2 separate regions of the Rattus norvegicus genome follow, and region 2 is linked to region 1. Evidence: chromatin contacts called from public Hi-C data. All regions are on one chromosome and are shown on one strand. The core of a region is the stretch at or near the end of the contact, and the rest is flanking DNA. Distances in the headings are between cores, read along the strand shown. Region 1 has its middle 300 kb from the start of Osr1. Region 2 has its middle 47 kb from the start of Rdh14.

Evidence for each region. A called contact is a pair of places that touch in the nucleus more often than the background predicts.
Region 2: a Hi-C map of the A7r5 cell line shows a contact between it and region 1, with 3 times the contacts expected there. The contact joins two enhancer-like sites. A contact is called at or near these places in 2 of 12 Hi-C or Micro-C datasets (the A7r5 cell line and psoas muscle).

What each region holds. Positions count from the first base shown.
Region 1 is chr6:38,392,997-38,396,775 of GRCr8, forward strand. No RefSeq gene overlaps it. Among named protein-coding and RNA genes, the nearest start is that of Osr1, 300 kb to the left of the region's middle. Within about 2 kb of position 1,790, at least 3 of the 93 cell types and tissues checked have an H3K27ac peak or open chromatin away from gene starts, as enhancers often do. A contact at or near this core is called in the A7r5 cell line, where this site is marked.
Region 2 is chr6:38,920,797-38,924,575 of GRCr8, forward strand. No RefSeq gene overlaps it. Among named protein-coding and RNA genes, the nearest start is that of Rdh14, 47 kb to the left of the region's middle. Within about 2 kb of position 1,930, at least 4 of the 93 cell types and tissues checked have an H3K27ac peak or open chromatin away from gene starts, as enhancers often do. A contact at or near this core is called in the A7r5 cell line, where this site is marked.

The DNA.
Region 1 (3,779 bases), core at 540-3,039:
TTCATGCATTTCATTGTGTGGAATGGGAGGACGTGTTCATATGCCATGTGGAGGTTATTGGTACATTAGCGCCCCAACTTGGTTTTTACTTAGGCAGGTGAGGCTGAGAATTCTTTTAGTAAGAGGTGAAAAAAAATGACCACCTATTTCAAGTCTTAGTGGATTATCAAGGAAAACGAAAACTAAATAGAAGCCAGAAACACAACAGACCTTAATGAAATTTTAGATTGCTTAAAATATTCCTTTAATCTTTCTTTCTTTCCCAGGAGGGGTGTGGGGAACATCTATTATTGCTAACAGAATGAGAAAGAAGCTGACCTTTCTAGTGACCTTCCATAAGCACTAAGTCCTTGATATGCTTGTGGTTTCTATCCTATACAGACAATGTACAAATTCACTCTGGAAGAGTAGCACACTGACTTTGATTTCCAATTCCTGATTAAGAAATTTAATACAGTACACACTATGTAAGCAGTTGTCATGGTATATTGTTTAGTGAATAACAATGAAAGAGTAGTTCCTGTATGTTCAAAAGTTTTGGGGGTATAGTTTTGATCTGTGATTGGTTCAATCTACAGACTTAGAACTTGTGAATACAAAGGACTGATTTCACAAGAGCAAAGCATATGGGGGATGCTTATCATTAATAAATTTAAGCTACTGGCAAATTAGACCATGTGTTATAAACTATTTGTCTGTTTAGCAAATATTTAAAAATTCTACTATGAGTCCAGATGATTTCTTTTCTAAAATCCGGAGTGTGTGGAACAGATAATGGACAAGTAGAAAACTAAAGGACAGAAGAGTGTCTTTAATTCTATGGTGTGAGATTTATTGGGGTCCAATGGGAATTAAACTTGAGGTCCTCCTTGTTCATAATCTATACATGATGATATATACTAGTTAAGTCTGCCAGCAACACAGAGCTGCAGGATTCATAGCCCTTCAGCTAAAAGTAAGAAAAGGCCAGAATATTTGAGACTATCCTCTTGGCTTTCAAATACTCAAACACTGATTGATGCTACTTCATAACCCTTCACATCTGCGGGAGAATGTCTGACCTACAGAGAAAGTGTAGAAGACCCAATCAGAAGTTGTTTTTGGCAAAAAGAAAGAGGATTGCATTAGTGTAACTTGAATTCCTGGATTGCTTTGGACAATGCCAAGATCTGGGACTAAATTCTAGATAAGCTAAATTTCCCAGCCTTCTATTCAGTCATGTCAGAAAGAACCCAAGTTAGTGTACAAATATTTTTCACTCAGTGGAACACTTCAGAATTTAGGTGTATTTTCAGGGGCCAGCCATTTCATTGGGACTAGACCAACATGAATTCATCAGCACACATAATACACAAAATCAAGGTATGTGGAAACTAGTTTTAGTCTTCCTTTTAACTCCAGATAAGTGGAAGAAATACTGCCTTTCTCCTAAAGGAAAAGTTCGATGTATCCATTGTACTCGTCTCTAAGCATTGTAGTTGTATTCCCAATATAGAGGGAGCAGACAGTTCATATAGAAGGAAAACCACAGATCTTCATAGTTTCCCTCTGTTGTTCTCACCGCTCTTGATTTTTCTAAACAGAACATTTGTTTGGAGTGAACAACAATGTTTGTTTCCATTTTGATAACAACAGAAGAAAACTGCACATACCACTTGAATTTGGAAGATCCCGTTTTTTTTTTTTTTTTTCAACTAAACTATGTGGTTACATTCTTCAAACACAGCTGGCAGGGTAGGGTTTCCAAACGTGCTATTTTGGTGGCACTGTGGGATACTCTAAGGGATAAAGTATTCTACAGTCTGACTTGTTGTTTGTTGTAAATTCCTTAGGAGGAAAGAAGCTACTTGAATGACCATAGCGTCACAGTTGTGAGTGACAGGGCTAGCCAAAGGCTTTTTAGGGTTAAAAGCAGGGAATAGAACTTAATACCCTAATGGTAGGAAGAAACCTTCAAATATTCGATGTGGGAGAGACATACATGAGGAGAATAAACAGTAAAGGCTTGAAGGAGGATGGAAAAGACATCACTTTCAAGTAGATCTAAAAATTAAAACAATGTATCCTGTAACTTCTACAGTCTACTCTAAAAAAATCAAAATCAAAAACAAAAATGAAAAACAAACACCTTTAAATTCTTGAATGTGTTTGGGACACCAGAGCCAAGTGCCCTCACCAGGCATCTTTTGAGTAGAGCTTGCAAATGCTATGAGTCCATCCTGTGTTGGAGTTTGAGGATACAAAAGGAACAAATGTGGCCATGGAGTGGCTTTTCCTAGGACTGTAAGGGAAGCATTGAGGAGTAGGAGTGAAAGCATGAGTGTAGGCTTATATTTTCCAAAAGCTTCTTTTTTTTTTTTTTTTGGTTCTTTTTTTCGGAGCTGTGGATCGAACCCAGGGCCTTGCACTTCCTAGGTAAGCGCTCTACCACTGAGCTAAATCCCCAGCCCCCAAAAGCTTCTTTAGTAAGGTTTCATAAACACTTTATGCTCCCTTCTAATCCAGTACTCAGCAGAAGTGGTGGAAAGGAAAAGTTAATAGGCCAAAGAAGAATGTTGACCTGTTTAGAAATAGTTCTTTGGGGAGATTCCAATCTTCATTGTCAAGACAGTAGCAGCTTAGTTCACATGAATCAGCAGCAGTATTTTGATCCACTCACAAATGACATTCAAGAATCAGCCAAGGCAGTTAGACCCAGAAGAAACCCTGAGGTTCTGCCATTCATCCAAAGTCAAAACACCACCAAAAGTTCTTCGATGCTTTTCCCTCTACAAAGTCCTGAAGTCCTGACAAATGATGATCATTGAAGAAGGCAAGGTGAACCAGTGTAATCGCTTCATCACTGAAGACCAGTATCAGCAAAGCCCAACAAGGAACAGCAGAGCAAAAGACAAACCAGTGCCACACAGCGTCATCTACTGTCTGCTGGGTTATATTTACAAACTTTCCAAACATCACATGTTCCCTCAAGTGTCCACTCTAGCAAAATATCACATTCCTTTTTTCAGGAGGACCCAAATAAATACCATATGTCTGTTCTCAGCAAAATATCCTCGCTTGTGTTTGCTTCTCGTAATGCAGTTTCCAGTAAAACATCTCACATCTCATAACATAACTGAATCTTCAAAGAAACCAGAAATTCCCATTTCAGGTGATACTTAAGGTCGAGGAGTAATTTAGAAGGGGACTGGAGATGTAGCTTAGTGGTAGAAGATTAGCATAACATGAATTCAGCTTTAGATTCAATTCTATCTTAGCTACTTTTCTATTACTGCCATGAGATATCATGATCAAAGCAACTTATAGAAGAGTTTAGTAGGACACAAAATTCCAGAGGGCTAGGGTCTATAACCATGATGGTGAGGAGCAGGCAGGCAGGATGGCACATAGGCATGGCATGGCACTGGGGCACCACTAGGAACTTACATCTTTTGCTGCCAATGGTAGGCAGAGAGCTAATGTGTAAAGTCATGGACTTTTGAAACCTCAAATCCCACCATCACTGACACATCTTCTTCAACAAGTCCACATCTCATCATCTTTCCCAAATAGGTCCAGCTGAGGACCATGTATTCCAACTTATGAAGGTCTGATTATTCTCATTCAAACCACCACAAGTGCCAGAACTTGAGAAAAAGAGATGGGGATGAGGGAGGGAGGGAGGAAGGGAGGGAGGGGGGAAGGAGAGAAGGAGGGAAGGAGGGAGGGAGGGAGGGAGGGAGAAATTCATAAGAGACTGTATTGCCTTCAAACTGGAAAGAGTTATAGAGCTGGAAGCA
Region 2 (3,779 bases), core at 680-3,179, 530 kb after region 1:
ATATCGCACCACTGCATCCAGGATTTCAGAGCCAAGACCTCTGTCTTGTCCAACCTTTCCATCTGGAAGCAATGAGCTTAATATTCTGGCTCTCCCCCCATAAAAGCTATGTCACAAAAAAGTAGCAGCATGTGAACTGCTCCCCTCCCCCAAGACACACTGGGACTCCTCATCCCCTGTATGCTCTCTTCAGTTACACTGAAAGACCATCCCACCTCTCCCCTCCCCATAAACCAGAATCTGCCTGTAACAGCATAGTACCAGGAGAGAAGGAATGAATTGACAATCATTTACACTTTAATCCCACTTTTGACATTTTGAGAGATGCAGCTTAAAAATATACTTGAGGCTTAGGGACTCCCTCTGTCCAGCTGTGTTCACTAGAGAAGAGACATCCCCTTCCTTTCATGGATCCTACTGCTTCTGGTGTCCCACTGGAGACCCAGATTTCAAGCTTATTTCATATTGAGCTTTTCCTTCTGTGTTGATAAAGGTCATCACCATCACTAAGTTCTGCGGTTGGTAGTTCCCAGTGATAACAGCCTTCCTTGTTTTATATGTTTGATTCGTGCATTCATTCACTTTTTTGTGTGTGTGTATTTGGTTTCCGATCGAATGCCTAGCAGCTTCTTTTGTATGTCTTCTGTTTCACTGCAAAATCACATGGGTGTCTGGTTCCCAGCGCCTGTGTTGTGAGAAAGGACAACCTCGGCTCTGGAACAGTTAGGTGGGTGGTCCCCATAAGCCACTGCTGCGTTTGATTCTTCGGGTGGTCAATAAGCACAGGTAGGTGCTGGTCATTCTCGGTCTACACACCGAGAATGGTGGAAACGAAGTCCGGGAATGTGTGTGCCGGAACAAGTCACCGAGGAAAAGCCATCTGCGCATGTTCAAAGTCAGGAGACTGGAAGAGCTAGATCAGTGGCAGCAAATGATGCAATGCACAGAGCCAGGGGGAAACCATGGGAACTGCACCGAGAACTCGGGGCTTTGCCTGGAAATGATATAATGCTGCTGTTCACCCTCCAATGAATCTGAGTCCTGGAGTTCTGGAAGATTAGTGTAGCTGGAAATCACCCTCCTGCTGAGCTCCCTGGGCTTTGGCTACTTTTCTGTTCTCCTTCAGCTGGAAGCTTCTAGGGGCAGAGGTCAGCTTTCCTGTGTTGAATCTTTAGGGAAGGGCCTCTGGATCCTGGGAGAGAATTGAAAAGATCAACTCATCCCAATCCCTTGCTTTATATGAAGGACACCTCACTCTTGGAAAGGGGGAGTAGATTGCCCAAGGTCACCCAAGCCCTCAAACAAATTTATTTAGGCTAATTCAGGAGACATCCATTTGGGAACAAGCCAAGCCCACATTTGTTAAGGACCTTAGTCTGCAGTGTCCTAAAGCCCCGTGCATCCATTCACATACACGAGAGTGTTTTAAAGTGCTCATCTGAGAGCTATTATATAGGCAGGGCTTCCAGCCCCCTGACTCCATAGGCAGTATGCACAAAACCTGTTTCCTCAAATGCTGCCTGCTGCACTGGAGTTAACCTCTTTTTTGGCAAATTAGTTCATGACCTGGGAACAGTCGAACGAAACTGTAGGCACATCAAGAGGACATTATTTGTGCTCTGTCTTTTTTTAGACCAAGTCTCTGATGTGTTTATTTGCAAGCTTGGCTCATGGTTACTATCCCACTACTTACAGTTAATCCCATGTTTTCTTTGAGCTACCTTTAAATCCATGTCAAATGAAAAATACGGCCTGATTCTAAAGTGTGTGGTATTATGAAGGAATCCCACGGTTTATGATCTCGAATTTGTTGTCAGATGTATTTAGCTCTTGCTTTTCTTTTTCTTTCCTCTCCTTCCTTCTTTGCACCCTCCCACCCCAGTTCAGGCTTAAGTCAGCTGAAAAGGTTTTCCTGTGAGTCACGAAGATGCAGGGACGGAAGATGCCATATAGTGTTTCCTGGAGATCTTTTTGTTCTATAAAAATGATCCTGTACAGAGAAAGCTCACCTCAGCTGCAGCCTCTGCAGACTGTTTCAAGGGGCAGGGACCATGCCTGCTTTACCTTGCTATGTTACTCCTGACACTGTGTTTGCCAGGCAGGGATATTAGTGAGTATATGTAAAATTATGGTTGCCAATATAAGCCTACAGTCAATGCCTCATGTTACTTGTCATTGCTACTCCTAACATGATTTTTAATTTTTTTCCTTATTTTCTTAGTGTTTATGAGGCAAAACTAACTTAGTTTCAAGGGAAAAGGGAGCAATTTTATTTTTAAAGCAATTTAACATTGAATTAAATATTTAGGAGATGACTCAAACTAGATAAATACACACAGGATCTGGTGTTTTTTCTCCACCACTTAAAAAGCAACTGAAGAAAAACTGAAGGTTGTATTTTCCAGTGCTGTTTTAAACAAAGATAAACATCATATTAGAATCATTCTTTTGTAACTGTTTTAGAGGTTTGGATTATTTGACCTCTCAATTCTGAAAGGTTCTTAGCAAATAAAGATTTGATACCTGGATACATCTAGATGGTTAGAGACAACAACACAGATAGAAGAAGTAACAGAGTTATCTTAAGTCTGGACTTCTTCCCTTAGCTTTCTGGTTTCATCATCTTTAAAAGTCTATGGGTTTGCCTTGTGCCAAGGATGGAAGGCAAATGGAGAGAAACTACAGTAACATCCCGGGTACCTTCATACTCATGTAATAGTTTCCCCAACACCGCATAGCTCAACTCAGGATGAAACATAAGGACACACCAAATGCTTTGTATTGATGTGAGGAGGCCTGTGGCCTCAACTTGACAAATCTCAGGATTATGTTGAAGTCATATAATGCACCATGTTAGAAGGAGGAGGAGGTGGAGAAAAAGAGGAGGAGGAGGAAAGCAAAGATTATGAGGAGATCAAGGGGAAGAAGAAGAAGAAGAAGAAGAAGAAGAAGAAGAAGAAGAAGAAGAAGAAGAAGAAGAAGAAGAAGAAGAGGAAGAGGAAGAGGAAGAGGAAGAGGAAGAGGAAGAGGAAGAGGAAGAGGAAGAGGAAGAGGTAAAACAGCAGAAGCAGGAGGAAGAGTAGGAAAAGTTGAAGGAGGATAAGGGTGAGGAAGAAGAAGAGGAGGAGCTGAGAAGGAGAGGAGGAGGAGGAGGAGGAGGAGGAGGAGGAGGAGGAGGAGGAGGAGGAGGAGGAGGAGAAAACCTTAATGTAAAATTCTCACTCTCAGTACCTCCTTTGATGGCTGAACCTCCAGCTGTTCTGCGTACCTGTGAACATCCCACTAATTGTTCCACTTCCTGGGAGCCCTTCATAACTCCAGTCAGACTAATAATTACAAACTCCAGAGCCAACATGTGTTTTCACCATCTAGATGAACAGATGTTTTCCCACTTTCAGCAGATCCAGAGGCCCCTGCCTGCCCCCATCATGCCCACTGTCTCCTGTGTGAATTTTCTATAGATTGCTCCAGAAAAGAGATGGCAGGGATAGACTCAAAGACTTGGACATGGTTCAAGAACCTGTGTGGTCAAATTGTTAACTGACCTTTGAACTGCCAGTACATTTTGAGATGCTTGTCGAAATCCACAAAGCTCCCTAGAGATGTGGTTAGGCTATTTCAGGAAGATTAGCAATGAAAGGGGAGGTGGATTAACAAGAAGGCAAAAAACTTGTGTATTCCATTCCTCTTTTCTAGACCTTGCCTTCTAGGGTTGAGCTCTTACAGGGTTCTAGGGATCCTACCTGGGCTCACACTAAATAAGCCCACATTCCAGCTTT